Regions from separate parts of the Nothobranchius furzeri genome. Here region 1 is linked to region 2. A link is a contact called in public Micro-C data. All regions are on one chromosome and are shown on one strand. Each heading gives the region's core, a stretch centred on a gene start, on an enhancer-like site or on the middle of the called end of the contact. The rest is flanking DNA. Distances are from core to core; before and after follow the strand shown. Region 1 overlaps mtmr4 (myotubularin related protein 4). Region 2 holds the start of hpda (4-hydroxyphenylpyruvate dioxygenase a).

What was found. A called contact is a pair of places that touch in the nucleus more often than the background predicts.
Region 1: a Micro-C map of tail fin shows a contact between it and region 2, with 15 times the contacts expected there. The contact joins the enhancer-like site here to the promoter of hpda in region 2. A contact is called at or near these places in 2 of 2 Hi-C or Micro-C datasets (skeletal muscle and tail fin).

The regions. Positions count from the first base shown.
Region 1 is chr10:66,575,787-66,578,997 of NfurGRZ-RIMD1, reverse strand. It overlaps mtmr4 (myotubularin related protein 4), which reads right to left. Exons shown (of 20, transcript XM_070555921.1): 4 at 309-425. Among protein-coding and RNA genes, the nearest start is that of LOC139072264, 18 kb to the right of the region's middle. Within about 2 kb of position 1,442, at least 1 of the 3 cell types and tissues checked has an H3K27ac peak or open chromatin away from gene starts, as enhancers often do. A contact at or near this core is called in tail fin, where this site is marked.
Region 2 is chr10:66,482,618-66,486,247 of NfurGRZ-RIMD1, reverse strand. hpda (4-hydroxyphenylpyruvate dioxygenase a) reads left to right here and starts at 1,406. Exons shown (of 14, transcript XM_054730916.2): 1 at 1,406-1,523; 2 at 1,666-1,692; 3 at 1,778-1,840; 4 at 1,973-2,077; 5 at 2,183-2,225; 6 at 2,308-2,390; 7 at 3,147-3,275; 8 at 3,371-3,477. The coding sequence starts at 1,521. It overlaps mtmr4 (myotubularin related protein 4), which reads right to left and starts at 376. Exons shown (of 20, transcript XM_070555921.1): 1 at 286-376.

The DNA of each region.
Region 1 (3,211 bases), core at 193-2,692, 93 kb before region 2:
TAAGCCTGATGCACATACCTTAGTCCCAAATATGAAGAAATGCGACTAAAACTACTTTTATAAGTATCTTGACTAAAATTCTCACAGGCTTGTTTTCCTAATAAGCAAAGTTTTGAGTTTACAAAAGTGATATGAGGGAAAGAGTAAAGAGGAGAGGCAACTAACAACCCCTCCTCTCGTCTCCGATTGGCCTCTGCAGTGGCGTGGCATGGCAGCAGCAGGAACCACTCAAACACTTGTGCCATTTCAACCAAAGCTACAGAAAAGTTTGTTTTCCAGTAAATTTAAAGCATGAAACGTGCACTCACGTTGACGACAGAGTCCTTGAACTTGATGTGGAGCCTGTAATTGGAAATGGCAATGATGGCTTCATCTGCACGGCCAAGATATTCCACCCCCTCCCCCTGAAGAACTGGGAATGGCACCTGTGGAGAGACAAAAATCTGTTAAGGTTGGATTATTGGAAAAGTTGCTCCACAATTTTCTAATGGGATTCAGACACTTAAGCAAGTGTGGAAAATAAGAACATTTTAGGAGGAAATGGAGAGCTGATTGAAAACAAAAAACATGAAGGTAAACGGAAAAAAGAAAACCGGATCCATAATTACGTAAAGTAAATTTGCTCGACAGAAAAACAAATCTTGACTGATGTACCCAGCCACAGAGAGAGCTTGTTGCAAAAATGAGGTGCGTAAGAATTTAGCACCATTTCAGCCGACACTGCACATTTTTCATCCATCTCCAAGTAGACACCAACTCACTCTAGTCCCATTTTTAGGAAGGGGGTCACTGAAAACATCTCCGCAGATCTCTTTGTTTACTACACTTCTTTATGATCACTCACAAATGCATATACAATTAGTGCTGCTGCACATCTTTTAAGGAAAACGACACATCAATCACTACAAGTCACATTAATGCCAGCGTCCATGTTTAGTCGGCCAGTTAGAAGAATCCAGAGGTTTTACAGTCATCACTGGTGGCTGGATGAAGAGACAGGACTGAGGGAGGGATCTCACGACTTTCCATTAACAATCTTATTGTAGCCATTTAATTACAGTCACAGCCAAGTTTCTGGTCTTGGCTGCAGCAAGACCCCTGCATTAATGTAATTGGTTTCCAAGGGAGGTCGATATTTATTTTATTTTTTATATTTAAACTCGAAGTGAAGAATTACCTTTAAAGCACAGTGAGTAAATGAGAAACGGTTAAGTCTGCCAACTTCTAAAGTTTTTGTTAGTGGAGATAAAGTGAAGCTTTTGACTTCTCCGTCTTCAGCTTCTCACTTACCTTCAAGGCAAATGTCACTACACAGCTTTTTTATTTTTTGTTCTGACTGATTAAAATGCTGGGCGTCACCGAGAACCACAAATGGCCTCTCAGAACTTGTTTAGGTGGTGGTAGGGAGGACAACAGCGTTGCCTAGAGACAACACGAGCATGTATTGCTGACTCACGCAGAGCAAGCTCTCCACCCGTGCATGCAGCGAGTAGATGAGGCAGAGCAACCAGGCAGATTGGAAACAACAAGGATCCGTAGTGAAGTGAGGTCACACACAGGATCTGATTGGCTAGTAAAAAGAGGTAGTGAATTTAAGAAAATATGTCACTTTCAAGCCAACGAAAGGTCTGCTAATTATTTAGCCTCAAATGATTCTTCAAATACATTTTTTAAATCAGTTTGACTCTTGCCCTGCTTGATAAATTTATTTCACCATCATTTATAATTTATTTAATACAACAGCTAAAATAATAATGAGGCTGTTAGGTTGAATGAGTCCAAAATGCCACCTTTTCTTACAACTTCCTTCAGTCCTTTAACAACACAGGCCCCAGTCAGACACGCCAAGTACTCTCATAACATTAAATACCACAGTCTCGTCTTCACTCAAAAAATTAAAGTAGACAATGTACAACCTTACTGTTGAACAATACCCACTACTATCTGATCTTTATTGTTTGTAATTATCTTTATTTTATTCACTTGCATTTAAAATATTTTTTTCTTAGTTTATTGATCTTGTTTTAATTTTGATGTGGTTTCTTTGTGAATCCCTATATAAGGTAAGTAAACCTTACTTTCTCTTATTTGTGTTTGTGTGAAAGAGTGTTTTATGCCCATTTGCTACACATTTTTAATGCTGTCAATATATATAACTGATGAATTTAACAAACTTGATGTAATTTTCTAATACTATTTCATCCTTGGTCAGTGTGAAATATTGTCTTTTACTCTAGCCAACACTGCACATGCAGCTGCTCCTCTCAATTTAAAATCAAATCCTCAGTCCAAATAAGACACAAGCACAGCTCAACCTGGGAACTGGAGCACTATACTCAGACATCAGAGGCAAAAATAAGTACCAGGCCTCATCCTGGCACAGCAAAATCAACTTAGATATATTATTTTTAAAATTCATTAACAGCATGTGCCATGCTTTAACGAAAATAAACGGCAACTTTTAAAAATGGAAGATTAAAAAAGCCCACAAAAAAGCAGAGCTGAACAAAAAGAGGCTAATTAAAAAGAAAAGCACATATAAATGCTTTTTTAAATTTCAGGGCAAATTTAGCAAAAGCTTGTGTTAATACCACCTCGACAGCAGCAGATATGATCAGAATGAGATTGTACAGGTGCTCCTTTCTGCTGTGGGAGATACCCAACATGTCCTACTGAGACTATCATAGTTAACAGGCTGTCCAGACTGGGCACTGCATTAAACAAGCTGGGCTCTAAAAGTGGCCGCATGAGTCATGAGCAGCCAGCCGGTGCAGCTGAAGATGCTGTGTGACGTTTCCTCTGTGAAGCCTTCAGCAGCAGAAACATGAAAAAGAGAATCGGGGAGGGGAGGGGGAGGGAGCAGAAAGACCCGCGAATAGCAAGTCGTGACTTCCGCTTCAAGCAGCTTGCATGTCGGAGCATGCACGCACATCTCTGAGTGTGTACAATGGTCTGCAAACACACAAGAGGAGAGGCAGCGAGGTTTAAGCGTTGTGAGGCAGGGAAAGACTGCAGTTTGCTTGGAGAAAAAGGTGTGGCTAGAGACATCAAATATAAGACAGGAAAAAACTAAAACAGAGATTAAATGTGTGACTGGAGTGAGACGGCAAATACATCATTTATAGAATTATTGCAATGAGTTCATTTATAAAGCACCTGCTTCAAACGGATCTCAATCTTTGTACTCGTCTTGACTGGAAACCTTTTAACC
Region 2 (3,630 bases), core at 157-2,656:
CTTCTTCACAGACCGATACTGTACACCTACAACTTGACAAAACGAAAGTGAGCCTGTTTGAGTGGGATGTTTGCAAAAAAAAAAAAAAGGGTACTAGTAGCATGTTAGCTAGATAGCAACGTTACTAGAAGCTAGTGGGCAAAATTCACTTATTCATGCGCAAAAACGACAATAAAGCTCAGCAATCACAAGCAAACCCTAAGCGTGACAGCCTAAGAATATGTTACAGAAAGTAAATTGTTTAGAAGTTACTTAATTTGATCGAAAATAAAACCAGTTACTCACTCAGAATCAGCTGACACAACGGTGACTCAGTAGACTACACTTTTTCCGCATTCTTGTACGATGATTTCAACGCCAGCCAATGGTGAAGAAGGAAGCGAGGCAGTTTCGACCAATTGTGCTACAATATTCGTGGTGGCCAATAAAAATCGGCGTCATTCAAGCCAGTGAATAGCACACGCCCACAGCAAAGCCAATCAGACGCCACGTAGCTCGGACAGCGATCCAATAGAAAATCACAGCGCGGCAAAAGCCGTCTCCACACAAACTAGGTGATACGTGCAGAAACTCACATGTTCCGCCGACAGGGTACAGCCATCGGGTACAGCCCACAGCCGAGCAGAAACACAAACGCATATAAAACGAGAAGAAAAGCGGGGAAATAAATAATGTGCCTGTAAATGCATTTTATTTAAATGTGTATTTTTTCTGAAAAAGGAAAAAATAAATTGTTTCAAAGAAAAACATTTACGTTTTGAAACATTAAATCAAAATATTAAATCAAAACTTTCTTCAAACGTCATTATCTTTAACAGAAAATAAACATTTTTTCATGGTTTTTTTCCCACAAATTAAAAATTTCATTATTTGATTAATTAAATAATTATATAGTATCAATTTAGTAATGTGATTGTTTAAATAACTAAAAATAATTGTTTGTGTAGTGATCCACTACACTGTGGTGATCTAAAATCAGATCACACACCTGTTCTAATTTTTGTCATTTATATCAAGCGACTTTGCTCCCTCTGGTGATGGAAACCAGAAACAAGAGATTTTAGGGCACATCTGTCTAGGATCAGCAGATTTATGTATATTTTAACTATATTTGCATTTTTGTTTAGTTTTGTTTTATTCTACTCGCACTTTACTACGCTACTCTACTAGCCTTATCATTTCTACATTGTACATATATTTTCATATCTTTATGAAGTTTGGCATTTTGAATAAGTTATGTGTGAGGTGTAGTAACATCATTATTTTTGTCTGCCCACCCTCTCTGCAGCCGCGGTGTCAATCATTAGTGCCTATGTCTGTTGAGACACCGGTTCCACAAGAAGAGACATACAGTAATCTGGATTACTGTAACTGAACCTTTTAACTAACAAAGAGCGAGGGGGCAGACAGGTGGGTGTAGATTCTCTAGGACCAATCACAGCTGGTCATCAGGTCAGTACTTATCTGCAGGTTGATTTTTGATCTCTCTCTCTGAGCTGAGACCCATCTGCCATCACAACATGGTAAGAGACTCCATTATAGACACCGATAATGAGCTGAGGGACACTGGATGGTCTCACAGCTGGGTTACTGTGATGATAAGACATTAAAAATATAAAATATTGCTAATGAAGTTCTAATAAACTATATCTTCATTTCCTTTAGACAAGCTACACAGATAAGGGCGAGAAGGTGAGCTTTCATTTTTCTACTGAGCCAGGAGCTTGAATGAGATGTATATATTTAGTTATTCTTATTCTTCTACTTTACTTTTTAGCATGCAAGGGGAAAGTTTTTGAGGTTTCATCATGTTACCTTCTGGGTTGGCAATGCTAAGCAGGTTAGTGTCCAAACTGTCACAAACAGGACATTTATAGTTTTATTCTAGTTCTGCACAATAGAAGGAAGCAAACTTGGTTTCTTTTAGTTGAAGTTCATTAAACATTTTCTCCACCAACCCATTACTGCACAGGCAGCCTCGTTCTACTGCGATAAGATGGGCTTTGAGCCTCTGGCCTACAAGGGTCTGGAGACTGGCAGCCGGGAGGTGGTGTCCCATGCCATCAGACAGGATAAGGTATGGAGTACAACCTTTTCATGTATTGTTTTGAGTTTACACCGGTTTACACCTGATCCATCTCTGGCAAAAACTCAACCTTCACCTCCACCTCTTCTTCTGCAGATAATCTTTGTGTTTCAATCTCCCCTAAACCCTGGAAACAAAGGCACGTTTGCTCCGTTGGACATGTGAGATTACATCAAAGAACATGACATTCAGCTTTCATCATGCTTTTGTTCCAAATTCAGAAATGGGGGAGCATTTGATCAAGCATGGAGATGGAGTGAAAGACATTGCTTTCCAGGTGGAAGACTGTGATTTCTTAGTCAAGGTAAAACAGGCGGGTTCTGATGGACACGTTATTTAAAAATGTAAAAGTATTAAACATTAGCCAAGTAAAATTCCAAATAACCAAACATTAACTGTTTAGGTGCAGTTATATAAGGCCTAAAACGTATTTATATGTTCTTTTATGCATAAGAAGCCTAATTTTGTATGCAATTAAATATGATTTATTTACATTTATCTTTAGTGTCAGTTCAATTCATTTGTTGGTGAAATTTGCTGCTTGATAAAATAAATGCAGAGAAATGAAAAAAGTCGGCTCATAAAAGTAGAGCAATAAAGAAAAGAAACTAGGTAAAAAAAAGTCCCTTAAATATGTGGAAAAGTTCAGTAGATTTCCTTACTTGTTTATACACCATTGAGCAACAGCAGCTATTGGGTAACGGGAGATGCTGGGATTATAGATTTGTCCACTGCTCTCATTTTAGCTTGTTTTTACTCAAGTTAAGCAGTTTTTTATACATTATACACACAGCGTGTTGAAATCTGGGCAAACATGCCAGCTTTGCACTGGGACTGATTCTACTCGTCTGAACTTTTTACCGCAGTCAAGGTCAAAACGAAGGTTTAGACAAACGGAGTCTGTTGACTGTTGGAAATCTCAAAGTTACAGGATCACTACCAAGTCTGCAGAGCTCACAGCAGGAAATCTGATATTTGCAGAACAATAAATTCATAGTCAAAAAGATATTCCCTTTGTAGCCACTGGAGGGTATTAGTCACCAGCTCTCTCTCCAAGCAGGCTGAAACTCCTGTTTTTCCCCCCGCCACCTTTTCACAGACAGCAAGGGAGCGAGGAGCTGCTATTGTGAAGGAACCCTGGGTGGAGCAGGACAGCCACGGGAGGGTCAAGTATGCTGTGATTCAGACGGTACATAAAGGGTGATTCACTTTTAGAAGCCTTGGGTAAATACACACATGCAGCTGGAACTGCATAATGATGCTGTGTGGATGTTTTATCCCCAGTATGGCGACACGACTCATACACTCATTGAGAACCTTGAACCGTACAAGGGCCTTTTCCTGCCGAGCTACAAGGAGCCCCTCTTCAGGGATCCCCTGTTAGCCAAACTGTGAGTTTTAAAAGCTTCTAATACAAAGATGTATAAAAATCAACGTGGGACTCATTAATGTGACTTTGTGGTCGAGCTGGTTTGCAGTCAGAAATTGGAAATAATAAAAAGGTGTAAAGAAAAAAAAAAGCTTTTTTTTTAATGGAAGATAGG